Regions from separate parts of the Mus musculus genome. Here all the other regions are linked to region 4. The links are chromatin contacts, called in public HiChIP or PLAC-seq, Micro-C and promoter capture Hi-C maps. All regions are on one chromosome and are shown on one strand. Each heading gives the region's core, a stretch centred on a gene start, on an enhancer-like site or on the middle of the called end of the contact. The rest is flanking DNA. Distances are from core to core; before and after follow the strand shown.

The links. Promoter capture Hi-C pulls out the DNA fragments that hold promoters and counts their contacts. A called contact is a pair of places that touch in the nucleus more often than the background predicts. HiChIP or PLAC-seq counts read pairs in DNA pulled down with a chosen protein or histone mark.
Region 1: an H3K27ac HiChIP or PLAC-seq map of T-cell acute lymphoblastic leukemia shows a contact between it and region 4, with 2.6 times the contacts expected there. The contact joins the enhancer-like site here to the promoter of Hmga1 in region 4. A contact is called at or near these places in 4 of 39 promoter capture datasets (the C10 cell line, cranial neural crest, hippocampal neurons and 1 more), 12 of 115 datasets of contacts at active chromatin or transcription factors (T-cell acute lymphoblastic leukemia, bone marrow-derived macrophages, embryonic stem cells and 6 more) and 1 of 9 other capture datasets (liver).
Region 2: a contact with region 4 is called in a promoter capture Hi-C map of the HPC-7 cell line, with 6 times the contacts expected there. The contact joins the promoter of Ggnbp1 here to the promoter of Hmga1 in region 4. A contact is called at or near these places in 14 of 39 promoter capture datasets (the 3T3-L1 cell line, 3T3-L1-derived adipocytes, the C10 cell line and 10 more), 1 of 15 datasets of contacts at CTCF or cohesin (the NIH/3T3 cell line), 7 of 484 Hi-C or Micro-C datasets (B cells, the G1E-ER4 cell line and embryonic stem cells), 29 of 115 datasets of contacts at active chromatin or transcription factors (the 230-238 cell line, the NIH/3T3 cell line, the SCID.adh cell line and 20 more) and 4 of 9 other capture datasets (adipose tissue, embryonic stem cells, liver and 1 more).
Region 3: a Micro-C map of embryonic stem cells shows a contact between it and region 4, with 4 times the contacts expected there. The contact joins the promoter of Tcp11 here to the promoter of Hmga1 in region 4. A contact is called at or near these places in 18 of 39 promoter capture datasets (the 3T3-L1 cell line, 3T3-L1-derived adipocytes, the HPC-7 cell line and 11 more), 3 of 15 datasets of contacts at CTCF or cohesin (the NIH/3T3 cell line and embryonic stem cells), 9 of 484 Hi-C or Micro-C datasets (the N1E-115 cell line, embryonic stem cells, muscle stem cells and 2 more), 20 of 115 datasets of contacts at active chromatin or transcription factors (T-cell acute lymphoblastic leukemia, bone marrow-derived macrophages, embryonic basal ganglia and 8 more) and 1 of 9 other capture datasets (embryonic stem cells).
Region 5: a contact with region 4 is called in an H3K4me3 HiChIP or PLAC-seq map of forebrain, with 4 times the contacts expected there. The contact joins the promoter of Zbtb9 here to the promoter of Hmga1 in region 4. A contact is called at or near these places in 8 of 39 promoter capture datasets (the 3T3-L1 cell line, the C10 cell line, frontonasal cranial neural crest and 5 more), 9 of 115 datasets of contacts at active chromatin or transcription factors (VIP interneurons, bone marrow-derived macrophages, embryonic basal ganglia and 6 more) and 1 of 9 other capture datasets (embryonic stem cells).
Region 6: a Micro-C map of embryonic stem cells shows a contact between it and region 4, with 4 times the contacts expected there. The contact joins the promoter of Scube3 here to the promoter of Hmga1 in region 4. A contact is called at or near these places in 5 of 39 promoter capture datasets (cranial neural crest, embryonic stem cells, hippocampal neurons and 1 more), 3 of 484 Hi-C or Micro-C datasets (all in embryonic stem cells), 5 of 115 datasets of contacts at active chromatin or transcription factors (embryonic stem cells, epiblast stem cells and stem cell-derived neural progenitor cells) and 1 of 9 other capture datasets (adipose tissue).

What each region holds. Positions count from the first base shown.
Region 1 is chr17:26,997,651-27,001,837 of GRCm38.p6, reverse strand. No RefSeq gene overlaps it. Among named protein-coding and RNA genes, the nearest start is that of Zbtb9, 27 kb to the right of the region's middle. Within about 2 kb of position 1,712, at least 40 of the 459 cell types and tissues checked have an H3K27ac peak or open chromatin away from gene starts, as enhancers often do. A contact at or near this core is called in T-cell acute lymphoblastic leukemia, bone marrow-derived macrophages and memory CD8 T cells, where this site is marked.
Region 2 is chr17:27,026,052-27,030,514 of GRCm38.p6, reverse strand. Ggnbp1 (gametogenetin binding protein 1) reads right to left here and starts at 1,256. Exons shown (of 6, transcript NM_027544.2): 1 at 569-1,256. The coding sequence starts at 1,056. It overlaps Bak1 (BCL2-antagonist/killer 1), which reads left to right and starts at 1,888. Exons shown (of 6, transcript NM_007523.3): 1 at 1,888-2,104.
Region 3 is chr17:28,078,228-28,082,342 of GRCm38.p6, reverse strand. Tcp11 (t-complex protein 11) reads left to right here and starts at 1,704. Exons shown (of 10, transcript NM_001085555.1): 1 at 1,704-1,768; 2 at 2,038-2,184. The coding sequence starts at 2,064.
Region 4 is chr17:27,554,961-27,558,977 of GRCm38.p6, reverse strand. Hmga1 (high mobility group AT-hook 1) reads right to left here and starts at 2,404. Exons shown (of 5, transcript NM_001025427.3): 1 at 2,267-2,404.
Region 5 is chr17:26,971,254-26,975,779 of GRCm38.p6, reverse strand. It overlaps Zbtb9 (zinc finger and BTB domain containing 9), which reads right to left and starts at 2,601. Exons shown (of 2, transcript NM_001005916.2): 1 at 2,466-2,601; 2 at 1-2,224. The coding sequence starts at 2,157. The coding sequence ends at 778. It overlaps Syngap1 (synaptic Ras GTPase activating protein 1 homolog (rat)), which reads right to left. Exons shown (of 19, transcript NM_001281491.2): 19 at 3,346-4,526.
Region 6 is chr17:28,140,575-28,144,944 of GRCm38.p6, reverse strand. It overlaps Scube3 (signal peptide, CUB domain, EGF-like 3), which reads right to left and starts at 2,636. Exons shown (of 22, transcript NM_001004366.2): 1 at 2,335-2,636. The coding sequence starts at 2,419.

The sequences.
Region 1 (4,187 bases), core at 463-2,962, 560 kb after region 4:
AAGTTGGTCGACCACCTTGGGCAAGCAGATGTTTGTTCATGTCTTCCCAGGAAGATCTGTGCAACGGGAACCCATCAACTCGGCTCAGGCCACACTTGTTCCCTCCTGGGCAGGAGGGAGGGACCTGTATCACGTGACTCTAATTACGTGGCTTTGGTTTCTGCCTTTCTGAAATCCACCATTTCAACAGGTAATTTCTTCAAGGTCTCTAGGTCTTCCCCACCACTTTGCAGACAAGGTTTCTTTGTGTAGCCCTGGCTGTGCTGGAACTCTCTCTGTGTAGACCAGGCTGACCAACAATATATCTGAATAGTCTCAGCCTCTGGAGTGCTGGGATTAAAGGTGTGCGCCAACACACCCAGCTGTCTCTAGGCTTTTAGTGGCCAAAGGAGTTGACCGGCAGGAGTTGGAACAGCAGTGCCAAGGGCAATGGTCAAGAGTCAGAGAGAGCAGCCTGGATTGGCCAGGCCTAGGAGGTTGCCTGCAGGTGGTGACACCCTTTCCTGTTGTCTGTTCCTGAAGGGGGCGCTGTAGACTTACAGAGATGGAATTGCTTCCCGTCTGTGGCTGCACTGGGCTAGGTGTACACTCATTGTTGTCTTCCCTGGGTAGCCGAACCCACCTTGGAGCGAAAGACACAGGCCTTGTTGAATGCAGGGTGTCTGTGCGGTCCATCCTGCAATTTTACACTTAGAGACACAGATGTGTGGTGTGCTTTGGGGAATGGTGGGTTGAGGCCACCTCAGGCTAAAGAAGAAAGGTCTTGGGAAGAGGACTTCAGCCAGAGTTGGCCAGGTTTCCATTTGCAGTTCTATTTGAAACCAAGGTTGGGGGCACAGGGGAAGACAGGGCACGCGGGAGGAGAGGCTGCCTTTCCAGGCTGGCTTGAAAGCTACACACAGCTTTTTGTTTTGTTTTCTGAGACAGGGTGGCTACCCTAGAACAGGCCACGTGTACTGGGCTAGCATCGAACTTGTAGCACTCCTGTTTCTGACCGCTCGGATTACAGTTGTGTGCGCCGTCACACCCAGCCTTACCAGTGGCCTATAACATCCCAACTCTCGTATGAATGAGTGAGGATGGAGTGAGCCATTTCTGCTGGTCTTTGTGTGGCTACCCCAGCATATATGTGGTCCATTTGCCCCTTCTCTGGGTCAGGCTGATCTTGAAATCCAGAGTGCGGGGAGAAAGGAAAGGGATGGAAGCCCTCCACTGTCTCAGGAGAGCAGGAGAGGTTGAAGCATGGGGGCAGGGGAAATGGAGGTAGAGAGTCTTACTTAAAAATAAAGCCTTCATAAGACCCTCCTCTTAAGCAAAGGCTGGGGGAGGGGGGATCCTCAACAGTCAAGTGTGGGCAGGATGGCACAGCACTGCCTTCCAAATTGCCAGGAATAAGGCAGCAAGCCCGGAGGGGGGAGGTTTATGAGCCTTGAAACCCCGTGAGAGGTGAGAGAGAACACCATAATATCCAGAATTGCTAGAAAGCCACAGACTCCTCCTCTGAAGTGCCAAAAATAGTAAGTAGAAAGTGAAATTAATAGCGCCGGGAACAACAGGGAGAATGGGGCCCGCGAGCACGCGCATGCGCGGATCTGTAGAGGTAGACAGTCACATTCCCTTGGAATGCCTCAGGAGCCAGGTGCTGAGCAGGGTGAGTTGAGCTTGCCATTTCCGCTCATCCCCGTCACAACCCGAGGAGGTGGGTCCTGCCTGCTGTCTTGTCTTCACAGTCAGGAAGTTCTCGGAGTCACTCATGAACAGGGGTAAGGGAGAAGAATGCACAAATGCTGCTGGTGAAGATGGCTTGTCATAAAGCCTGACAGACTGAGTTTGGTCCTCTGGATCCATGGGGTGGAAGGAGAGAACCGACTCCTGAGAGATGTCCTCTGACCTGTACAGACGCTCTGTCTCATGAACACGCACACACAGAGACAGAGAGATGATAAAAAATGTAGTAAGAGCCTGTTGTGGTGGCACACGCTGGTAGGATTTGCTGAAGGAGGCAGAGGGAGGAGGATCATGAGTTCAAGGCTAGCCTGGGTTACACATTTGGGCTGGAGAGATGGCTCAATGGCTAAGAGCACTGGCTGCCCTTCCAGAGGTCCTGAGTTCAAATCCTAGCAACCACATGGTAGCTTATAGCCATCTGTAATGGGACCCAATGCCCTCTTCTGGTGTGTCTGAAGATAGCAACAGTGTACTCACAGACATGAAATTAATTTTTTTTAATGTAGTAAAAATTAAAAGAGAGGGGCTGAAGAGATGGCTCAGTGGCTAAGAGCCGCTACTGCTTTCCTGGAGTGCTCAAATCTGCTTCCTAGCACCCCTGGGTGGCTCACGAGTCCCTGTCACTCTAGCTTTAGGGATCAAACACCCTCCTCTGGTCTCCTCACACACATGTACACACATGTGCATGCACATGTTCTTTTTTCTTTAACCAAATGAGAGAAGGGATTTGATTGTTTCCCGCTACCCACACAGCTCCTGACTCTGTGCCCACTCACCCACCGGAGTCCTTCCGATCAATCTTAAGTCATTCACCTGCTTGTGCCCGTGCTGTAACAAGCTAAACGCAGAGGGGACCCTCTGCTTCAGCACCCAAGTGCTGAGGTGACAGGCATGCACTTGCTCCCATTCTAGCCTTACCTTTCCAAGCTGCGGACTTAGTTATTTCATGTCTGTGCGTACACTGTCACTGTCTTCAGACACACCAGAAGAGGGCATCAGATCCCATTACAGATGGTTGTGATCCACCATGTGGTTGCTGGGAATTGAACTCAGGACCTCTGGAAAAGCAGCCAGTGCTCTTAACCACTTGGACATCTCTCCAGCCCTTCCCTGGATTTTTTTTATTTATTTATTTATTTATTTATTTATTTATTTATTATTTGTTTGTTTGTTTGTTTTTTCGAGACAGGGTTTCTCTGTATAGCCCTGGCTGTCCTGGAACTCATTCTGTAGACCAGGCTGGCCTCGAACTCAGAAATCTGCCTGCCTCTGCCTCCCGAGTGTTGGGATTAAAGGTGTGCACCACCACTGCCCGGCTCCCCTGGACTTTTTTACCCAAGTTCTTACTGTGTCACCCAGGCTGACCTGGAACTCAAATTCTTTTCCCCTTAGCCTCTTGTTACCAAAGGGTTACAGGCATACAGCAATCTTGCGGGAAATATTACAAGAACTCCAAGTTCCCGCGCTACACCCTGCTACTCTCAAGCCTGGCCAGCTCTTATCTCAGGGAGACTGATTCAGAGCTCCAAAATCTCTCCACCCAGCACGCTAAATTCCCACTGGCGGGTCGATACCACACCAGCCCCGTGCTTCAGATCCCCCACGGCCTCTGTGGCAAACCACACAGACAAACCCACGCTTTGACGACGTATCTTTCTCGTTTGAACAAGCCACAGTGTGAAGGAAAACAACACAAACTTAGTTAAGAAATGATGGGGCTGGTGAGATGGCTCAGTGAGTTAGAGCACCCGACAGCTCTTCCGAAGGTCCAGAGTTCAAATCCCAGCAACCACATGGTGGCTCACAACCATCCGTAAGGAGATCTGACTCCCTCTTCTGGAGTGTCTGAAGTCAGCTACAGTGTACTTACATATAATAAATAAATAAATCTTTAAAAAAGAAAAAGAAATGATGGAAACTCAATCACTGGGTGCAATAACTGGAATCCTAATCTTGTAAGCCATATTAAATCTAAATCCCCCAGTAGCAAATCCTGATGGATCCGCCACCGAAACCCGTAGACACTTGTAGCTACATCTTGTCCTGTCGCTATCCCTGTCCAAAAAGGACCCTCTCTCTCTCCTCTTCCTCTCTTCCCCTATCCAACCCGGAAGTTCTTCCTACTTGCCCAGTGATTGGCTCCTTTATTCATTAGGGGGTGGTTTACAAGAAGTCACCGGAGTAAGGGACTCACTCCTCATTCTCAACCCTCCTAGGAGAGCAGAATTAACATCAAAATACACACAGCACCAGACCCATTCACAATGCGGCACCATACCTGGCAACATATATTTTTTCTGAGTCAGGTTTGCTTGTAGCCCAGGATGGCCTCTCACTCACTTTGTAGCAGAGGATGACCTTGACCTTTTGACCTTCTTGACAGCTGCTGGAATTTCATGTCCACATTACTACACCTGGTTTATGGGTGCTCGGGAATAGACACAGACATTTTCTAAAAA
Region 2 (4,463 bases), core at 7-2,506, 530 kb after region 4:
TTCCAGACAGGGAACTGCTGCTAAGACCAGTGGGAGAGAAAGCCAGGCAGGAAAGTAGGGGTACAGGCTGGAGCAGAGCCTACTTCAGCGTACTTCTGTCCAGACTCTAGTGCACCCTTCCTAGCCTCTAGGATATTTTCTTTGGTTGTTCTTTGTTTTTTCAAGACAAGATACCCCTCGGTGTGGCCCTAGCTGTAGACCAGGCTGGCCTCAAATGCAGAGATCTGCCTGCCTCTGCCTCCTGAGTGCTGGGATGAAAGATGTGTGCCACCAATGTGTTTTGTTGTGCTGGGGACTAAACCCAGGCCTGGACCGTGCTAGGCAGGCGGTACTCCACTCTGAAGCCACACCTCAGTTCCCAGCCACTCCTCACACAGCCCTGTTTGCTGACCCTCCCTCCCTTGGGACCCTTAACTGTCCCTCATGGCTTTCACTATTCAGGACCCCTTACCCCAGCCCATTACAGCTGTGGGCTTCTAGTCATGGCCCTCATGCCTGCATCCTCCTTCTGTTCTAGCTAGATCAGGCTACCCCACCAGCCCTAGCACCAGCAGCACCAGCCCCTCACCTGTCTGAGGCCCCGGAGACCTCCCCTACTGGCTCCTCCTCCTCTCCTTTCTTCTCAGGTAGCTGCTCCAGAACCTCCCAGGTTCCTCTGAGAGGAACTGATGTTACCTCAACACCCTGGGCCCTTAGCTTCGGGACATCCTTGGAGGTGAGGGTCTGGGACCCTGAGTCCCCAGTGCCCAGCTCAAAGGCATCATGCCTCGGGTTGGAGGGAGCTGCAGAGAGAACCCTGGGCGGGGGCTCCCTCTTCCCATTAGAGGAAGCTGCAGAGTGGACCTTGGCCCGGGGCTCCTTCCTCCCACGACCTCCCTGGTGGCCCATCATTGGGGAGACAACATCTTGCTCCCATGAGGAGCTGGGCTGGCTCCTGGTCAGGGGCTTGTTAGTGCTCTTAGAACCGCCCTTACTCCCCACCAGGTTTCGGAGAAAGCGCAGCATGGAGGAGCAGCCTAAGATCCGTGACCGAGGGGTCCGCGCCGGGGCTGCCATCCTGAGTGGGACCCCGACTCAGGGAGAAGCCATGGCAGCCAGCCCAGGACCAACTGCTAGCAGAAACCTCCAGTTGGAAACTTCCAGAAGTTCTAGAAGGCAAAGAGGAGGTGGGGGTGGGGGGAGGCTATAACTGGAGGCTGGTGGGGGGGGGTCTACTGGAAGGAAAGCGGGTAGAGGGGTAGAGGGAGCTAGCCAGGGTCCAGCTCAGCAGGTCTCAGAGGAAGGCTGGAGATTGAGGGATGGTGAGACATAACACAACAGCACCCACAGGCTGTGGAAGCCTGGCTGAAGGCAGATAGGGCGGCCGGGGGGGGGGGGGAGGAGGGTGCACACGCTGAGAACAGGACATCATATGCTCCTGTCTATCCATAAACTCCTGTTTACTCTGGGTTTGAGATCAGTCCCTGCAGCTGCCAGGCTGCAGGGATCTAGGACAGCACAAATTCTGAGCTGCCCCTCCTCCTCCTCTTCTTCCTCCCCTTCCCCCTCCTCCTCCTCTCTTTTAGGGTGTTAGTAGCACAGGCTGGCCTCTATTTCATGATCCTCCTGCTTCAGCCTCTTGAACGCTGGGACTGCAGGTCAGCTCATCCTGGTTTTTGTTGTTGTCTGTGGTTTGCTTTTCACTAGAGGGAGAAGATGGAAGAGGAGGCCCGGGAATCAGAGACAGGAAAGGCAGAAAACAGAACGCTTTTCCCCTTGGCTGGGACAGGGCAGGCAGGGGAGGCTGTAGCTGCTTCCAAGCCCGGCCGAGGACCTTCCCCTAAGCAGCAGCCTCCCTGAGCGCCTGCATCCGGCGGCCACCGAGAACTTCCTCTAGAGGGAGCTGGTCATTGCCGGGAGCTGGGACCTCCTCTATGGTCACAAAGTCGCGAGGTTTCCTGGGCCAAGAGGCAACCCGAGGCGGCATCCAGCACCATGAATCCACTGATACCAGTTCCTGCCAGTCAGGCCTGAAACCTTGGCCCCTGGAAGCAGCCAGCAAGCCCTTCGGGGTCTTCGTCTTTGCACGGCTGAGCCATCCCACATCTGGAGCAGAGTCATTCAGGTACACGGGCAGCCAGTGCCAAATCCCACCGTCCTAATCCTGGGCAATTCTGGCCCAGGGTGGGGCAGAAACCTCCATCGGCAACCCGGTGAGGAGGGAGGCCTTGATGTGGCTTCCCTGGGAGGTTCTGAAAGGGAAGCTGCAGGCATGGTTCACACAGGGCCTCTGGCTATACATCAGAAGCGCCCCTTCCTGCCCGGTTCTGGTGGCCCTGGACTTTTATGTGGAAGGAGGGGAGGGTCAAGGTCATGAACAGAGACAGAAATTATACGGTTGATACTCCCTGCTGTACCAGGACACGGACAGTCCTCCCCCAGAATGATTCTAGGTACAGCCTAGTGGTCGGTTGTGAGGAACATGCATCCTGGGCCCAGCCAGTGGACATAATGGGAAGTCAAGGCGACTTGGATGGGGGCCAGGTGGGCCAGGGCAGCACTGGCTGTGGAGGGCTTTTCTGAGACTCTTCCTGCTCTCTAACAGTAAGCCTCCAGGGTGGTGTTATTATTACTATTATTATTTTGAGAGAGAGAGATGTGGATGAAGTCAGCGTCCCCTGGCCCTGCTGGCCTGGGATTACAAGGTACCAGGAAGAGCACCCTATCCCGGAAGGAGCCGTTGGGTAGACTATGCCCAGCAGAGGGTTGTCTTGATGAGGCCTGGCTCTCAGGGATGGCAAGAGGAGGGTCTGTCTGCTCACCCTGTCTCCATCAATGAAGAGGGAGGTGAAGGGGAGCCGGCCCTCCCCCACCCCTTTTCAAAGAGTGCTTCCTGCAGTGATGGAGGTGGCCCACATAGGGGTGGGAACTCTTGAAAGGGTGCAAACTGAAAGTGAAAGGTCTTGCCTCAGGAACTAACCGAACTCTGAGACAGGTCAAAGAGGAAAACGGGCTTGGGTGTGGCTATAACACCAGCCAGCCAATGGCTGAGTCAGGAGGATCAGGGATACAAGACTTTCCTCAGGCTGCCTAGAGGGAACCTGTCTGAAATGAACAAATAGACAGGTAGGTAGGTAGATAAATAAACCAATAACCAAAGAAGACAGCACCAAAGAGTATGGTGTGATTTGGCACACTGTGTGCTGTAGCAGTGAGGTACACTGGGGAGACTGTGAGAGACCCCAGCTCACTTCCAAGCAGTGGTTGGAAGGAGAGGTGCCCTGGGGACAAACTGTGAAATAAGCCCTGAGACTTTGTCTCAAAAATAAAAAATTCTGGGCCAGTGAGATAGCTCAGCAAATGAAGGGGCTTGCAGCCAAGTGTAACAACCCAGGTTCTATCTCTGGAACCCACATGGTGGAAGGAGAGAACCCATTCCCGAGAACTGACCAACTACCCCTAACCTTCACACACGTTCACACACACACACAAAACCAACCATATGAGGTCCTCTGGCCAGCAGAGCCAGGGGACGCTGACTCCACCCAGATCTCTCTCTCTCTTAATAATAATAATAGGAATATCAATAATAATACCACCCTGGAGGCTTACTGTTGGAGAGCAGGTAGAGTAGTACATATGTAGTGTGTGTGTGTTTAATATATATGTTAAAAACAAAACAATCATTCTGCCAGACAAATGTCTTTCTCTGGCCACGTGGCCCAGGTAACCATTTCTTTCTGCTCCTATTTTTCCAATCTGTAAAGCAGGCACAGGCACTGGCCATACCTGTGTTATGAGTATTTTCTTTTGTTCCTTCTTTCCTTTTTTTCTTTTTTTGAGACTATATCTCACTACCTAGCCTTGGCTGGCCTGGGACTCCATATGTAGACCAAACTGCCAGGATTCTCCCAAACACTAGAATCAAACCATGTCCCATCACACCCAGCACGAACGGGAATTTTCAACACACAACACACAGCAAAGTTCTCCTAAGTGGCCAGAGTCCATGGTAGAGTTTGCTGCCCAGAGGCCCTGTTGGAAAACATTCATGTCCCACCTGGGAGGTGCCAGGCTGAGGAAGGGACCGGCAGCCTCAGAAACCCCAGGAAGAAGGACAACACACACACACGCACACGCACACGCACACGCACACGCACACGCACACACACACACACACACACATACCAGTCTCTGAAAGCAGCTTCATGCTGTCCGGGAGTGACTGGAAAGAGCTGTGTCTATGTCGCAGCCTTCTCAAGACCTTGACCTCGCCTGGTCTCTGCCTAGCTGCCTCAATGGTCCTTGTGTTTCCCCTGAAGGGGTGCAACCAGGTGCTGAATTCAAATTGCTCCCAGGAGATACCACCAGGCCCTCAAGGTGGCAGAACTTTAGTCCCAGAGGATTGCAAGGTCTTCCTGTCAGTTGAGGAAGTGGGGTGCCCTGCTCTGTGGTAACCAGGGCAACACTCTGGGGTTAGTCTC
Region 3 (4,115 bases), core at 455-2,954, 520 kb before region 4:
AGATCTCTGGGAGTTTGAGGCCAGCCTGGTCTACAGAGGGAGTTCCAGGATAGCTGGGGCTACACAGAGAAAACATGTCATAAAAAAAAATGTTTTCCCTGCATGTATGTGTATGTGTGTGTACATACACACACACACACACACACACACACACACACACACACCCTTAGGGGCCCCACAAGAGGGCACCAGGTATTTCTAGGCCGCCACTTGGGTGCCATCTTTCCAGACTCCGAGTTTTCATGTGACAGGAAGCTGTGACATCACTGCGTAGCTTCTGTTCACGTCCCCGTTGACCACCTGGAGGGAAATTCCAAGAAGCACACCCCGAAATTCCAAGAAGCACAATGGGGAGGGAGGAAGGAAGCTTAGTATGTGCTGGAGATAGTTTAGGTGGTCGGTGAGAATTGAACCCAGGGATACCAACCAAGCTACAACCTTAAATTCTTTTCAGTAAATCCTACCTTGCAGTATTGGAACTGAACCTGGGCCCTCAAACATGGCCGGCATTTTGTTACTAAGTTGCACCCATTATCTGGCTTTGTTTTGTCTTTAAACTTTAGTTGCTTCGTCTGTCCTGGAACTGTGTAGTCCAAGCAGGCCTTGGCCAGTCTGTCCTCTTGCCTCAGTCTCCCCAGTAGCTAGGGTGACAGGCCTGCACCGTTACTTTCAGGTTTTCCAAAGTCAGGGATTGGCAAGCAAAGCAGCGGCATCAGGCGGTACAGCCATTTCCGGGGGATCGCACGCCCTCTTCTGAACGCCTGGGGTACTGCATGGATGGGATGCATTTGCATAGGTTTTATGATGACTTCAAGTCAGAGTAATTAAGAGGCCAGAAAGAATATGAGGGAAAAACACCCTCTCCATGTTCTCTCCCCAAACCCAAGGCGTGGGTATTTAAAAGACTTTAATCCCTGCAGAGGCAGGAAGATCTGAGTTTGAGGCCAGCCTGGTCTACAGAAGAGTTCCCTGACTGCTGGGGCAGCATAGAGAAACTTTCTTTGTCTTGGGAAAAAAGCAAAAAACACAAGAGAATGTTATATGTAAAACAAGACAATTTTATATGTATGGGTATTTTGCCTGCGTGTATGTAAATATATGTAAATATAGGAAGTATGATCCCGAGGAACTGGAGTGGCAGATGGCCGAGATCCATCATGTTGGTGCTGGGAATCGAACCCTGGTCCTCTGGAAGAAAGCCAGTGGTCCTAACAGCTGAGCCATCTCTCCAGGCCTCACCCTCCATTTTTTTTAAGAATCTGGAAATGGAGCTCAGCCTATGAGGTCCCTTCCATGCCCAGCACTACATGAACCCTTGGTGGTGGCTCACACGGGTGACCCCAGCACTCAGGCAGAGGCTGTAGGGTCAGCAGTTCGAGGCTAGCACCCCTGTGCATGCTCTGCAGGCTACCCCTAAGCCCCAGATCCTGACACTTGGAATCAATAGGGATGACCGTCCTGCCCCAGTCTCGGTCTCACCCAAGGTGGCGGCAGATGGTCGGTGGCGGGTCGCGATGCTGGTGGGGAGGGCTGCCACGCGCCTCGCGCCTCGTTGCCAGGACACCTAAGCTGTTTGTTTGGCAACACCGGGCGTTCCCACTCCTGCTCAGTTCGCAGGGTGGGGATGTGGAGTGTGTGACAGCATCGACGTGGGGCTCAGTGGCTCCACCCAGCCACGCCGCCCCTGCCTCATCCCCCCAAGTGGTTTAGCCCACCCGCACCCCGTGCCGCCCAGCCAGCCAGAGCGGGCGGGCCGGCAGAGAAGGAAGTGAGCTGAGTGGAGAGAGGGAAGGGGAGGGAGAAAGTGGAGGGGGAGGGCGGAGGTGAGCCACGGAGGGGAAGGGATGAAAGAGGGGAAGGGAGAGGGGAAGAGGAGGTGAGGGGAAGAGGCATACTGAGAGGGAGAGACAAGGGGTGGTGAGGGATGGAGAGGGGTAAGGGGAGGGGCGTCCGTCGGGGCTGCGGCCTCAGTTTCTTCCTGCGCCAGCTCTGGTCCCCCCTGGCCCTGACGAGCCCCCAACATTTGTCACCACACAGATACCACCACCACCACCATCACCAGGATGCCAGACGTGAAAGAGAGGGCGGCCCGGAAGGAGCCCGGCGCGGCAGAGAGCGCCTCCCGTGAATCCCGCGGGGGAAACACCCGGGAGAGCGCGAGCAGCGCCCAGGGGCACCGATCGTGTAGGTTCAACCGTCGCCCGAGCACGGCCGCCCTCACCCCAGGGTCCGCGCAGGGGCGCGGGGTAAAGACGGCGCCACGAGGTCCCGTGGGCCACGGAGGACTGCGGACTGGCCCGACCTCCCGGTGTCCCCAGCCCTCCGCCCGAGCGAAGCTCCCCTCGGTCACGCGTGGGGCACCGCTTCCGCCATCCCCGGGAAAGGGCCACCTCGGCGGGACCCCGAGCTCGCACAGGCTAGGTATCTGCTTGAGGCAGGGTCCCCCAAGTGCGGGGACTGCAGGTCCGGACCTCCCTCCCCCTCGTTTCAAATGCTCCCGCACAAGCGTTGCCATGGATTTCCTGTGACGCTGGACAGTTAGTCTCTCCTCTGTGGCCACGCGGGGTCGCTGCTGCTTAACGCTGTGACTTGAGACAAGATCCAGGTGTACCCGGAGGGGTGGGGTGGGGTGGGTTGGGTTCGGGCTGGGGTTGTGTATCCAAATAGGAACCTGGCCTGTGGGGTTCAAGGTCAGGGCGTGCTGGTGCTGCTGGTTTGGAAACAGTTCTTACAATGGCTGTTGCATCCATAGGTACAGTGACTCCTGAGTATACAATCAAATTCCTTTTGTAAAAATTTGGAACTGTGTATAACACGTTGGCTTTGTTGTGTTGCAGTTTTCTTTTTTTAGGGGGGCAATCTGAATTTTTAAGAATTGTAGCCACACTTAAATCTCTACTCTTTAAGCCCTCCTTGTTCCGGAGTGCTCTGGGCGGAACTGGCTGCTTCTTGCAGTTGGAGAGTTTCTTGAGGAGTGGCTGTAGCTTTGAAGGTTTCCTTTCACCTCGGATTTGTTTACGGATCTGATTGTGTCATGCCAGCCATTTCGGCTGGGATAATGAAGGACTGCACAGATGCTGGGAAGAGCAGGGTCCGGTCACCTTTGTTTTTATAAAAAGGTTTATTTTTCTTTGTGTGAGTGGGTGTTTTGTCTACAGGTATGTCTGTGCACCGTGTGTGTTCAGGGCCAGAAGAGATGTCGGGCGCCCTGAAACTGGAGTTACAGATGCTTGTGAGCCAAGGGTAACCCAGCTCTTAGGAAAGGGCAGCAAGTGGCTTAACCACTTGGCCATCTGTCCAGCCTGTAGTTTATGCTTTTATAACCCAGCCAAGGACTCTAGATTTTCTATCAAAGTCCAGTCAATTTTCTCACCATGAAATATTTTCAATTTGTTGAAACGTAAAACCCAGAGACTTCCTCCATTTTTAATTTTCTCTGTGTGTGTGTGTTTTTTTCCTTTTTCCTTACTGTCTGAGGATACAGGCATGACTCTAAATACTTCTGTCATGTTTCCTTCTGAGAAAGACAGTGCTGTCCTATGGGATCTCTACAGTTATTTTCTTTTGCCGGGCAGTGGTGGCACAAGCCTTTAATCCCAGCACTTGGGAGGCAGAGGCAGGCAGACTTCTGAGTTTGAGGCCAGCCTGGTCTACAGAGTGAGTTTCAGGACAGTCAGGGCTACACAGAGAAACCCTGTCTCGAAAAACAAACAAAACAAAACAAAACAAAACAAAACATTGTGCCTTTTCAGGCCTGTGAGGCAGCTCAGCAGCTAAGCTCCCCCGACCCCACCAACCTGATGACTGAGCCGATGCCCAGGCAGCCATGAGAAGGTAGAAGGAGGGAACCTTCCTCGAGCCTCCCAATGCAAACTGGTGTGCAATACTAATAACCTTCTTGATTATTTTATGTATACGAGCACACTATCATTGACACACCAAAAGAGGGCATCAGATCCCATCGTAGATGGCTGTGAGCCACCATGTGGTTGCTGGGAATTGAACTCAGGACCTCTGGAAGAGCAGACAGTGCTCTTAACCGCTGAGCCATCTCTCCAGCCCTGACAGCTTTATCTTTGAATCCGCTTCATTTTGTGCCTGCCTGAACTTTAGCC
Region 4 (4,017 bases), core at 1,155-3,654:
TGCAGAGCTACCTCACTGCCACAGTGGAGGACCAGGCTGGAGTTAACCAAGGGTCCATCCTGTACGCGGGGCAGTGCTCTTACCAAACAAGTTGCCCCACCCCCACCCTCTTTCCAGATTTGAGGCAACGGGATAATTTTGACCCAACGACAGGAAAACATTTTGAAAACTTTTGATTTCTAAAACACTTAACGGTTTCCTAATTCTCAAGCATCAAGAGACCCCAGATGGTGCGGACTCTGCTCATTATTCTATTACGAGATTTCAAACTCGAGACTCCTTTAAACAGGGTGGCTGGGCCAGCTCCCATCATTAGCGGCTTGGTCTGTTCTCTAATTACAGGCTGTGATTAGAACCTTACATTACACCACAGGTGTCCTTCAAACCAAACATCAAAATTAATCAGCTAATGAGCACTGACCTCACACCGAGGTCTGCTGGAGGCCCTTCAGAGGGGGCTCTTGGGGGAAAGCCTGCCCCAATCCCAAAGACCTTGCATGCATCTAGCTTGCCTGGAGATCCTGGCCAGTCTCCCGGACACTGTTTTGCCACCTGGTGCCTCCCCAATTCTTGCCGTTAGGGACTCTAAACCACCTGCTCTCCCCAATGCCCCCACTGAATTAAGCTTAGAGTCTCTGTCCAGCGAGGCCAAGGAAAACCTCACCTCTTCCACCTGTTTCTGAGCATCAGGGAGGTCTGGCATGGCCAAGTCACATTTAGGAGTCCAAGCCCCATGTGTCTCTCTTGGGCCTCCAGCCTGTCTCTCACACGGGTGCACACGCTGTGGCTCCTCAACGTTTCAGTAACTATGCAAGAACTACCAGAGGAGTAACATCCCGGCAGGCCTATTGTTAAGGGTCTTAAAGGGTCCCCCTTTAAATATAGAGAGAAGACCCCTCAATAGCCCAAGGTCACACAGCAACTTGGTAAAATGGAGGTTCTTGCGGAATGCTTACAGACCGCCACTTTGTTTACTGAGAAGCAGGTTAAGACCCAGGCGCCCTCTACTCCAGAATGAGGATGCCTTCGCTGGCGTCCCAGCCTGGTGGTTGTAGGCCGGCGCTTCTAGGAGCTAGGACGAGGGGGAGGGGCGCAGAGCCCTTTAGGCGCGGGAAACGGCGCACCCCGACCACATGCACCGCCACGCGGGTGCGCCCGGCCCCACTTCCTGCCAGAGGGGGCACCCAAGCCCGCCTTGGGGGCAGGAAACCTGGTGCGAGTCGCAGGAAGAAAAAAACCCCTTCCTCTCTCCATGAAAACCAAAGCGGGGGGGGGGGCAGAAACGGGGAGTCGAAGGGACTAGTTCTAACAGAACCCAGCAAAGCAGAGGAACCAGTTTGTGGGGGCGGAGGGCAGGCCTGGCCCTGGAGGTTGAAGAGGCGCGGGGCAGGGCCAAAGGTGTGTGTGGGGGTGGGGGGTGAAACCCCGAAACCCAGGCCCTCGCGATCCGGCCTCGTCCACGCACAGTACTACTCTGGGAAAGGCGGAGGAGAGGCCAGAGAGGAATCTCGGGTCGCCGGGCCCCTCCCCCGCACTTCTAGAACTTCCCTGGCTGAGGGGGGCGCGCGCCCACCTCCCGCCGCTGCGCAGCGCGCGCCCCTCCCTGAGGCCGGGCTCGCCGAGCGCGAGGTGCACGGGCGCCGCTGGGTGCACAAGCGGCGCTCGTCGCAGTCGCGCGCCCCCTCCCCCTCCGCGCGCCGTTCCCCGGGGTCTCCGCACCCCACGGTCGCAACCCGGGCACCCTCAACCTGGGGACCGGAGGACGCGGCGCCCCGCGGACACCCACCCCGGCCCCGCCGCCTGCGAGCACAGTGCGGCCTCCCCTTTCCCGCGGCCCGCGCAAGCCCGGGGCCTGGGAATAAAGCGGGCAGCGCGCGCCGCAGGCCCCCCGGGCGCGCCGCGGACACTCACCGCGAGCTCCGCAGGCCGCCGGCGGGGCGCGCTCGGGGCTGCCGGGTGCGGCGTGGCTGGGCTCAGGGCACCGGCCTGGGCTCTGCCGCCACCGCCGCCGGTCGCAAATGCGGATCTGAAACCGGGAGAGGGCAGAGGCGCTGAGACCGCTGCGTGCGCGCCGCCCGGGCCCCCGCCGGGGATGTGTGTCACATCCGAGCTGGGGCGAGGGAACACTGACGGATCCCGCTCCCCTGGAGGATGGCGAGGGGCAGGAAGCTGGGCACGGCCCGTGCGCGGCCTCAATAAATAATAATGTGATTAGATTCTAGACCTACAGGAAAAAAAGAAGCCACCCGAGCGGCGGCGAACTCACGCCTTCTTGGAGCCGCGCCAACACCAGAAATAGCCCCGACTCGGAGTCCCAATTAGAGGAGCGCAGCCCCGGCTCAGGGGAGCTTAAAAAGAGCGACCCAGGGGCAGGGGGGACGGGCCCGCCCGCGCCAGCCGTGTCACCGGGGGGCGGGGCCATGCAAATGAGCCCGGGGATTTAAAAGGGCGGCCGCCCGCCAGCTGCCGCCGCCGCGCGCGGGTAGCTCGCCACTGTGCGCGCGGTTTCCGCGGGCACGCGCGCCGACGGCCCTCGTTTCTCACAGTTCCCGAGCAGCCTGGCGTTGGAGGAACCGGTGACGGCGGCCCTGCTGTTTAAGTGGGGACCCGGGGACACACCTACAGGAGCCCCCCCGTGGACTCCGGCCTCGCGGGGAGGCGCGCGCTGACGCCTGTGCCCTCGGACGTCCACGCGTACCCTAAGGAGCTTCTCGCGGCCCGGACGCCGCCCCCCCCCCCCAGCCCATGTCGAGGGCCTCTCCTTAATTCCCCTCTGCCACCAAGCAGGTGACGGCGTGTGCGTCTCCGGAGGCCTCCAGGCGCGTAAAAAACAAAGTCTTGTGAAACCCAAACGTGAAACTTGGCCAACGCCAACGGTTTAAATCTAGTAACGGCCGCCACCCAGGTGCAGGCTTCAAAGGAGCCGAGCGATTGGCCGCCTCGCCGGGACATCGCGGGGAGGAGCCACGGGTGGCCAGCTGCTTGGTGTTGAGGAAGCACGAGGTCCCTCTGGTGTGATTCCCCGCCCCCGTGACTTACGACTTAAGACAAGGGGCGCCTGGAAGCCCCTTGAGGGCAGGGGTTCGAGTTTCCCGCCTCTGGGCGCCTGGGTCAACAAAAGACTTGTTGCTGGGCCGGAGGAAGCCTAAGTGGGAAGATGGCGGGCGGTGGGGCGCGCCCTGCAGGCCGGGCGCGGGCCCTTGGACGCACCTCCCCACCTCGGTTCCCCGAGTCGGCCTTTCCACACCTCTCGTGATGCAGGGAATCGTAATTCGGGCCCAGTGACACACGACTGTGACTCATAACTCTGTTCCCCTTCCTCCGCGGTCAGCCCTCTCCTCGGGGGGCGCGCGGGCGGTGGAAGGGTACGCGGGGGCCCAGCGTGCGCCCGGCTGGAGGCGGGGTGGGAGCCTTGGGGAGGCGGGCCTCCCAGTTTCAGGAATGCCTCAGGAATGTTTCCGGTGGGGGGTGGGGAGCGCGGCGGGCCCGGCTACCCCCCACCCCCCACCCCCGGGCCGTAGGATGGCGCCCTGGGCGCAGGGCAGCACGTGCTCGGTGGGGGTGGGGCGCAGCGGTCAGGCGCGGGAGGCCACGGCAGGCCGCGGGTCCCGGACCAAGGTCCAGGTGACCCTCAGTTCCAGGGGTGCCCCTGGAGAAGGAGGAAGTCATGGAGGGGCGTTCCCAACGGGTGGAGGGGAGCCTAGGGCGCCGGGGCAGTCTGGGGGAGGAGCGGCTGCCCCTTTGTGTGCAACCGCCGTGGGGGCGGGGCGGGGTGGAAGCGCGCCGCGCCCTCCATCTTTGTGCCCCGCGAGCCGAGTTGGCTGGAGGGGCTCGAAGTTGCTGCGAGCTCTGGGGACCTTCGTAGCGAGGTGTGGCTGAGCAAGCTGCCAACTCCCACCAACGCCAGCCCACATCCTCCCATGGTACAGGTCATTGCCAGCAGCCTAGGCCACTAGGCCCTTGCTGTGGTGTTGAAGGGGGAGAGTTTGGGAATGGCCCCGCGGGCCCTTTTCCTCC
Region 5 (4,526 bases), core at 1,352-3,851, 580 kb after region 4:
AGCCCTGGCTGGCCTTGAACTTAGAAGAGATCCACCTGCCTCTGCCTCCTCTGTGTTGTAATTAAATGTGTGCACCACACTTGTTGCATGTTCAAATACATTTTTCTTAAATGTATGAATGCTCTGTCTGCATGTATGCCTGCATGCCAGAAGAGGGCATCAGATCCATTTTAGATGGTTGTGAGCCACCATGTGGTTGCTGGGAATTGAACTCAGGACTTCTAGAAGAGCAGAGTGCTTTTAATAACTGAGCCATCTCTCCAGCCCCACTCAAGTATTTTTAAAAGGATATTTGGGAAAGGTGTATACTGGTGAGAACCTAAAAAGCATCTGGAAAATGACAGAAAGTACAGAAACAGAATACTGCTAACAGGGAGGGAGAAGCCGCTCAGACCTTAGTCTGGCAATTACTTGAGCTCTGAATCAAATGCATTCCTAGTTGGAGACCAGCTCCCTCTCCCCCCCATGAAGATGAAGTTAAGAGTTACTGGGTGACTATGCCCCAACTCCTCTCTCATTAATCTGAGCTCAGCAGTTCCTTCACTGGCTATCAATACAAAAAGGGCCATTTAGGTTAAGTGACCAGAAGCATGATTTTCTAAAGTCTGTCTAAACCTGGACTACCAGGGTGAGACCCATACCCAAGAGTAAGGGGTTCATGACAATATATATAATCTCTTGGAATGATTATACAATCCAGGACTGAGGTGGTGAAGGTAAGAGTCCAGCAGCAGCAGGGGCTATCTTGTCCTAGAAATCACTAGAGAGCACCAGTAGTCATTTGTAAGTCCAGTGGTAAGTGGGCCAGCCCTGGCCCTTGCATAAGTCCCGGTGGCGAAGGAAGAAGGCCTGGACACGGAATCGACGGCCACAATGGGGACACGCATGCAGAGCTCTCGCATGGGTCTTCATGTGCTCTGTTAGATGATGCTTCAACTTGAAACGTTTATTACAGATGCCACATCCAAAAGGGCGAAGGCTGAACGTCAACATGATGTGTCGGTCTCGTTTCGGCTTTACTGCAAACCGTTTTCCACACAAGCAAGCAAAGCACTTCCCATCTGCAGGGGGTGTCCCTCCTAGCTTCACAGGCCCATGCATAGCCTGCCCTGTTCCTCCAGGTCCTCCATCCCCTGACAGGATTTCATTCCCATGAAGATCCACTGGTTTCCACGATGGATCTCCTGCCCCAGACGATTCCCCTCCTCCTGAGGACAGCAAGTATCTCAGCTCCTCCTTCTCCTCAGAGTCCTCTCCAGATAGTACTTTGGTCTTTTCCTTTGTGCCTCTTGCTATCTCCTCCTTACACTCAACGTTTTCCTGATTCACATATAAGATTTGGGAAGCTTGTACAGGAGGGGCAGGAGGATCTACTGTTGAGCTCTCATCCTCTGAAGGCTTGCTGGGAAGAGCAGGTGTAGGCAATGGGTGGGATCCACAAGCTTGGGAAACCCCTCCCGACACTCTCTCCGGCTGAGGAGTCTGAAAGAGTGGAGCTGCTGACCCCTGCTCCTCTTCCTCCTCTACTTTCACCTGAATCTGTAACATTCCTTCTAGTTCACTCCCCTCCCCTCCAGCGGGGCTCTCAGGGAGAACAGAATTCTCTGTAGAAGCAGAGGAGCGTACTGGGTTCTGGAAAGGGGAAGAGCGAATGCACCAGCCTCCTGAAGATGTTGTGGAAATAAGTGTGAGGCTGGAGGCTCTTCCACCGGCTGAAATCCCACCAGACGTTTCTAGTTCTCGAAGAATCTCTGAGCACCGATCTACCACTTGCCACATCTGAAGGCCGCTGGCTACAAGGAGATGGGCAGGGAGGGCATCCAGCGGCAGGTGGAGGCTTCCTGAATAAATGAGCTGAAGCAGTCCCTCGAACGCATCGGCCTCGATGACATTCGGTAAAGTCAGTCGGGGCGCATCCCCCAAAAGCAGCTTGTCATGGAAGTAAGGAGAGGCAGCAGCCAACACTGCTTTGTGAGCCCTAAGTTCCCTGCCCTGAACCAGGAGGGACACATCACAGAACTTTCCCTCCAGCCTGTGGCGGTTCAGGGATTCCAGCAGCGAAGAGCTATGATGAGGGAACTCAATGTGGATTGTCTGTGGGGCTGGGTTGCATCTCGGAGATGAGGATGCGGGAGGCAAAGGAGTCGAAGCATCCATGGCTACCTCGGGAAGAGAAATAAATCCCGGGGAGTCGGGCAGTGCAGGGTTCTATACGGGGTGAAGGCTGCGGAGGAAAGAGACTGGGGTCACACAAGTTCGGGGTATGAGACCTGTCTCAAGCCGCTCGCCACCGACCCTTGAAAACTCTTCGGTGACAAGCTTCTGTATATTAGTTCCGCCCACCAGGAAACCCAACAAAACACCAGGGTTTACACCTCCAGGCCCAGCGGAAGCTAAGGAGGGAAGGGATGGCGCCCCACCTCGCCGGCTCCGGTCGCCCTCCGCCACCGCTCGCCCCTCCTCACCGTGCTCGCTCCGGCCGGCTCAGTGAGCTCCGGCCCCGCGACGTCCCACCGACACGCCCCCACCGCACGCGCGACCGCGTCGGAGCACCTCAACCGCCAGTGCGCCTGGCCGGCCGGAAGCTACCGCAGTTCCGCCGGACGCCAATGCGGCCAGGCACGGAGGGCGGGACCAGTTCTGCAGCCAATGGGAGAGCGGCAGCCTACAAGCCGTCTCCTCATTGGCTGTGCGGACGGAGGGCCGGGGCTTGGGGAGGGCGGCGGAAGTGGAAGGCGGTTCCCTCAGTTCTGGAGTAGCAGTGAGGGGAGCCACGGGCTCCGCAGTAAGGCTTGCTTCCCTCGTCCCGCCGCGCGAGGTAGGTGCTGCTGCCCTCCGCGTGCACGCGGGACAACCGGGTCTGAAGTCTGGAGCGCACGCTTGCTGAGGACCTGGGTCCTTTCCTCCATTTCGCAGAGGAGCGTCCTCACAATTAAGCCCTAAGTCAAGAGGGTCTTGCACAGACCCTGCACTTGGAGTCTTTGGGGCGCTAAAGCGAGTCCAGTGCTGCGGCGGAGAGAGAGCGGGAGTGTGAGTTTCACCAGGAAGACCCTGCGGTATATATTGTTCTCCTGACTGGGTGGTATAGTGTGTAATGTAAGAGGACTGTTCTTTCCAAAAGTAGTCCCTGTCACCCTTCAGGTCGTTCTGGAGACCCCGGGCTAAAAAGTCGGCCCAACGCCGGGGGAGGCAGCACTTAGTCCCAGCACTTTGGAGGCAGGGGCAGGCAGATCTCTTGAGTTCAATCAAGGCCACCCTGGTCTACAGAGTTCCAGGCCAGCCAGAGCCACACAAGGAGACTCTCTGTCTTGAAAATCCAAAAATAAATAAAAGTCAGCCCAGTGATAAAAGAACAATCTCCGTTTATTAAACATGATTTTTCTGTTTCACCACACACTCCAGAAAAGAAAAGAAAAAAAAAAAAAGGAAATGGGCCTGGGAGTGGGAGAAAAGGGGGGGCAGTGGTGGGGGACCAAGAGTCTGGGAGCAGGGGCAGGAAGGAGAACGAGTAAACAAACAGCAAAAAAAAAAAAAAAAAAAAAGAGTAAGAAGATCTTCTCCCTACTCTTAAGGTGGTGGGTGGGGAGGGAAGTGAGGGGTGGGGCTAGGGAGCCAGGAAGCTCTGTACAGAGGGGTCGCCTCCCAGCCCCCCTCCCCAATTATGTACAGTACAAACCCCAGATAATTACAACAGCCAAAGAGGAGGGAGGAGGTTCAAGGGTAAGGCCTGATGGGGAAAGCAGAGGAAAGGGCATGGGATAAAATTTCACATATTTACAACTTTTATATAAGTATAAATTTGGCCCCGGCTGGGTGGGTGTATGTAGAGGGTTAGACCGAAGGAGAGCTGTCCATACAAAAGAAAGATCGAGTCTGGAGTCTGGGAAGAATTCTCAATACCAAACGCAAGGAGTGAAGAGACAAGGCTGGGTAGGGGGCAGCAGTCAGAGAAGAGGGGGTACCCGGGAGGGGTTTCTCCCCTTCCATGGCCTACCCACCCCAAACCCCATCCATCCTACCTCCCCTATACCGCCAGAGAGCTATGTACAGAAAAACACCGAAAAAGCATGGAGCTGGCGGGAGGGAGGGAGACTGGGTGAGGGTGAGGGTGAGAGGGAAGCCCAGCCCTGTCCTACCTCCCCCAGGGGACAGAGTCATGTAAGGGGGCCCCCAAACACCCATCCTCCAACACAGGTCCCCCCATCCTGGGGGAGAGAGACATGGCTTTTCCTAGAGTAAGTTCCCCCCTCCCCATGGGAGTAGAGACAAGAGAGGGAAGGGGTAGAGGGCTGGCTGCATGTCAGGGTAGGGCAGATCAGCTAGTCTGTCCCTCCACAACCCAACACACATGGCCTCCTATACCCTAACCCCCTCATCCAAACCTCAATTCCACCCCACCCAACACACTGGGGGAGGGGGGGGCATAAGCCCCCTCACCCCGCTCTGGGACCAGCCAAGAGCAGATCAGGTGTGGGAAGAAGGGGAGGCAACTCCCATTCCCCCCTTGCCGCCCCCTCCCTGCCCCG
Region 6 (4,370 bases), core at 1,387-3,886, 590 kb before region 4:
CCCCCCCTTCCAGCTCCCTCTTATATACTTAAGCTCATACCCTCCTTCCTCAACCCCTGCATGGCCTTGAGCCTCCCAGAGACACAGATGTTCCAGGTGTGTAGAAGCTCTCTCTTCAGGATGCTTGCTGAGGGAGTCTGTCACATCCAGACCCTCTAGAGTGACACTGAAAAGCTCCTGGCATCCAAGGGGAAGTCCCCAGCCCTGGTGATGGATGGGAGATATCGAGGGGACAGGAGAAGCCTCCCGAAGGAAGCCCACAGCACTGTGGGTAAGCCTTCGAGACTCAGACCAAATAGTTCTCATCTTCCCCTGTAACATCTACCTGCAAATTTGAGTCCAAATTTTGAGTCCAGCAAACCTGTTGTTAGGCAACCTTTGACCGACAGGGTTGCACAGGCTTCCTGAACGGCGGGGGTTAATGAGAGGCTCCCTTCTAATCCCAGCTAGACTCAGAAATCCTAAAGGGGGTGGGGGCACAGCTACTGCAACCCCATCAGGGCAGGTGTAGCCCACGACTGAGGTCAGCAGAGACCCTGAGGGTACCGCCTCTACTGCAGCTGAGTGTCCCCCAGTACCTAATGGGGTGTCCAATAAAAGAAGGTGCCCTTGAGTACCCAGCTCCTCCTATCCCCGGCAGATGGGCTTGTCTCTAGGCTTGAGAGTTTTGGTTCCCCAACACCTGTGCCATTCAGGGGTCTCCAGCTGCACCTGGAGCCCCTTTAATAGGCGGTTTCTCCTCCTGCTCCCCCCCCCACCTCCAGCCCCTGCAGACACTGGCTCCAACTTGAAAGAGGCCCTTATCTTGTCTCTAGATTACTGCACGAAATCTGTTCCTTCCTCAGACTAAACTCCCTAGCTAATTCCATGTTATGAGTAAGTCAGCATGCACTACAAAAGCCAGCTTTGTTTACGAAAACACACAAGCAAATCCTCTGTGGGGAGAGGGGCTGTTCCAGGCGGCGGCAGCAGCGGGCTGTCTGGTACGAAGGCTGCAGAAGCGGCAGTTTGAAGCTGGAAGGAAGTGAGGGTGGGGTCTGGTACTTGACAGCTGAGGGGCTCTCGTGTTTGGTTATGTTAATGGACAGGTCTGAGGGGGCAAGGGAAGAGGCAGTGTTTTGGACGAGGAGGGAGGTGTTAGCTTAGCACCTTCTACCAACAGTGAAAAGCTGCTGGCATAGCCCAGTTTAAGATTCAGCACACACACCCCGCCCGCCCCCCCCCCCCCCCCGCCCCCGACACACTGACCCGACTGACTGACTGCCAGACAACTCGACGACTTCCTCAACTCCCAAGTTCAACTTTCCTCCTGACTCAGACACCTCTTCATCCCTGGCTGGCTTCAGGAACCCCCAGGACAATAGACAGAATCTACCTCCCCAGGCAAAATCTTGCTAAGAGGAATTTTCTTTTTGTCCATATAAATCTCTTTTGGGTGAGGACAGCGTGGGGGGAGGGGTACAGCAGGTCAATGGGGGGAGGGGAGGCTGTCCCCAGAGAACTGTGGGACACCAGCCTGGTTTCTGCCAGCGCAGCCTTGGGACTGGCTGGCCCAGGAGCGCGGGGTCAGGGACCGGGGCAGGAGGGCCTCCCAGTCTCCCTCTAATTCCTAGAGGGATCTGTCAGAGCTCCCAGCCTGGAATTTTACTTTGTTATTTTAATGCAATTCTAACCTGGATTTAAATGGAATTGGAAACCCCAGGCCTTAATAAATAAATATTATGATAAGAAATGAAAGCCATGCGAGACGAAAGGGATTCCCCCCCCCCAAAGGCAGAAACGCAACGTTCGTGCCAGAAGGCAGTCACAGACATTTTCTCCTACTGCTCCTACTATTCTGTGACAGGCAGTCGGTTTCACCGCGAAAGAGGTGTTTTTCTTTAACATCCTTCGACTTGATAAGACGGTAACTTCGAAATTTCGGCCTGACTCTGCCTCATGCGGGCAGGGGAGGAGGTTACGAAGCGTATAGCAGAGTTGAAAACTTCCTTCCCTCAGTCTCAAGCTCCAAAGTGGAGTCCCTGGCAATGTTTGAGAGAAGATTCTCTCTGACCTCGGAGGAAGATGCTAGATGGTGGCAGGGAAGCCGGCAGAAGTGCATGCATGCTCCTTTCTGCTGGCCGCCCCCCTCCCCAGGCGCTATTGCCTGTCGCGCAGCGCCCCGAGGTCTAGCGTCCCTGTGCCCCACTGGCCGAAGAGTCGGGGGGCACAGGGCCGGGTCCTGACAGCCACGCACTTCTAGACACCTGCCCTGGTGGCTCGGGCCCCGCCGTCCCGCCGCCCCTCTGTCCCGCCGCCCCGCCGCCCCACAATCCCGCACCGCGCCTCCCTTACCTTGCGCAGCTTTGCCATGCTGGGCGGCGCGCGCGTGGACCAGCAGGAGGAGCAGGCAGAGCCCGGGGACGCGCCCCGAGCCCATGGCCTGGAGCTCCGCGCGGCGGGGCCGCGGGGGTGTCGCAGCCCCGGGGAGGGCGCGAGGAGGAGGGGGAGGGGACTGGAAGGCGCCCCGCGGAGGCTCCGGGCTGGGCGTGGGGAGCGCGCGGTGGGGAACGCGGGCAGGCGCGGGGCGGCGGCCCGAGGGGCGGCCCGGGCTATCGCACCCGACGCCCAGCTTCGCCCGCGGGGAGCTGTAGCCTGAGAGCGAGCGCGCAGAGCCGGAGCTGGGACCTGAGAAAGGGGAGGGGAGACGTAGCGCCTAAACACGCCCTTTCTGCCTCTTTCTTCCTCCCTTGCTTTCTCGTCTCCCGGGCTCCGTCTGTTTTTCTTCGCCTTTCTCCTCCTCCTCCTCCTCTTTCTCCTCCTCTCCTTGCTCCTTTTCGTTTTCTTCCTCCTCCCCTTCCCACTGCCCCTCCTGCTTCTCCTCTCCGTCCTCCTCCTCCTCCACCTCCTTTTTCGTGCCCTTTTTTTTTTTTCTTTCAAAGGGGGCCTCGGCGTGGCGGCCGCTCCCCCTGCGCGCCCGGGCGCGCGGCCCCCTCCCCAGGCTGCCGGGCCGCTGCCTGCAGGAATTTACAATCCGGCGCTGGGGGAGCGGGCCCGGTCTCCATGGAGACGGCTTCCCCGGGAGCAGGGAGGTCAGGCGCAGACCGCGCACAATCAATGGATCAATGCAAGCCCCCGCTCCGCTCCAGACCAAACAGCACCGGGGCTCCGGCTCGTCCGCTCGTTCCCTGTGGGGAGCTAGCGGGGGAGCCGAGGGTGCGCCCCCCGCGCTCGCACGTCAGGAGGGCCGAACGGCGAAGGTCTGCACGCGCACCTCGGCGGGGAGACAAAGAGGGCGCGAGGTGTCGAGAAAGCTTGGAAGGGCTGCACCTCGGAACAGAGATGGGCTGGGACTCCGGTCCAAGGAACGTCCTCCGAACCTTTAGCCCTAAAGTCACTCCCACCCTCTGGACACAATCCTCATACTCAGATGAGTCCTGGCTAAAACTGCCCGGCTCCAAGGGCAGGCTCTGTGGGCGTTGAAGGTAGCCCGCTGAGACGCCCTTCTCGGCGTGGCTCCCATATGCACTGTCTAGTGCTCAGCACACCGGTAGAAGCTACCCCACGATCATCTTTGGCACACACAAAGGCTCTGTACAATCTCTCCAAACCGGCTTCCAGTGCTAACCTCACTGGCAGCAGAGATTAGGTTTAAAGTAGAGACACTCTGCCGATGGAGCAAGTTCCCCTGGGTCCTGGACACTGTCCCCTTTCCCCCTATCCCTTTAGTCGCTCTGAGCCAATTGTACCAGGCCTCAGAGTCCTGCCTGCTTCAGAGCCAATTTTGTGCAGGAAAAAAAAAAAAAATCCCAGGGTACCCAGGAAAACTGGGCAATGACCAAGGTCTCCCTAAAGATGACTCAGTCCTCAAACCCTTGGCATTGGCAGCGGGCTTCAGCTGGGGTGGGGGTGGGCTCTGTAAGCAGACGCCTGCCTACCCTGGAGAAGAGTTGAGCCCTCCCTTTAGCAGGGATTAAATGAAAGGGTAAGAGAACGAACAGAGAAAGAGGCTTTGACTTCCCAGTTCCAGCTCCTGAGAAGCCTCTTGGCTTCCGGTCCCATCTCGATTGACCTCAGTTTCCCCAGCTAGAAAAGGAGGATGGGTTTATTGGGCCAGAGGATGCTGAGGGGACGCTGCCCCTGGAAAGCCAGGAAGAGGAACCCTCGAGGCCCCTTGTACAATGCGAGAGATGGCGCGGGCGAGGTGAACACACAGGTCATGGGAATGGAGTGGAGGCCACAGAAAGGTTGGTCAGATGACCCCCCTACACGGTCCCTCCCAGCCCTGTCACTCCTGAGATTCCTTCCTCCCCCATTCCTCTGGTAAACCCCTCCCTCTGGAGCAGCCTTGCCTGCTGCCACCAATTATGTGGAAGCTGGAGAACAAGTTC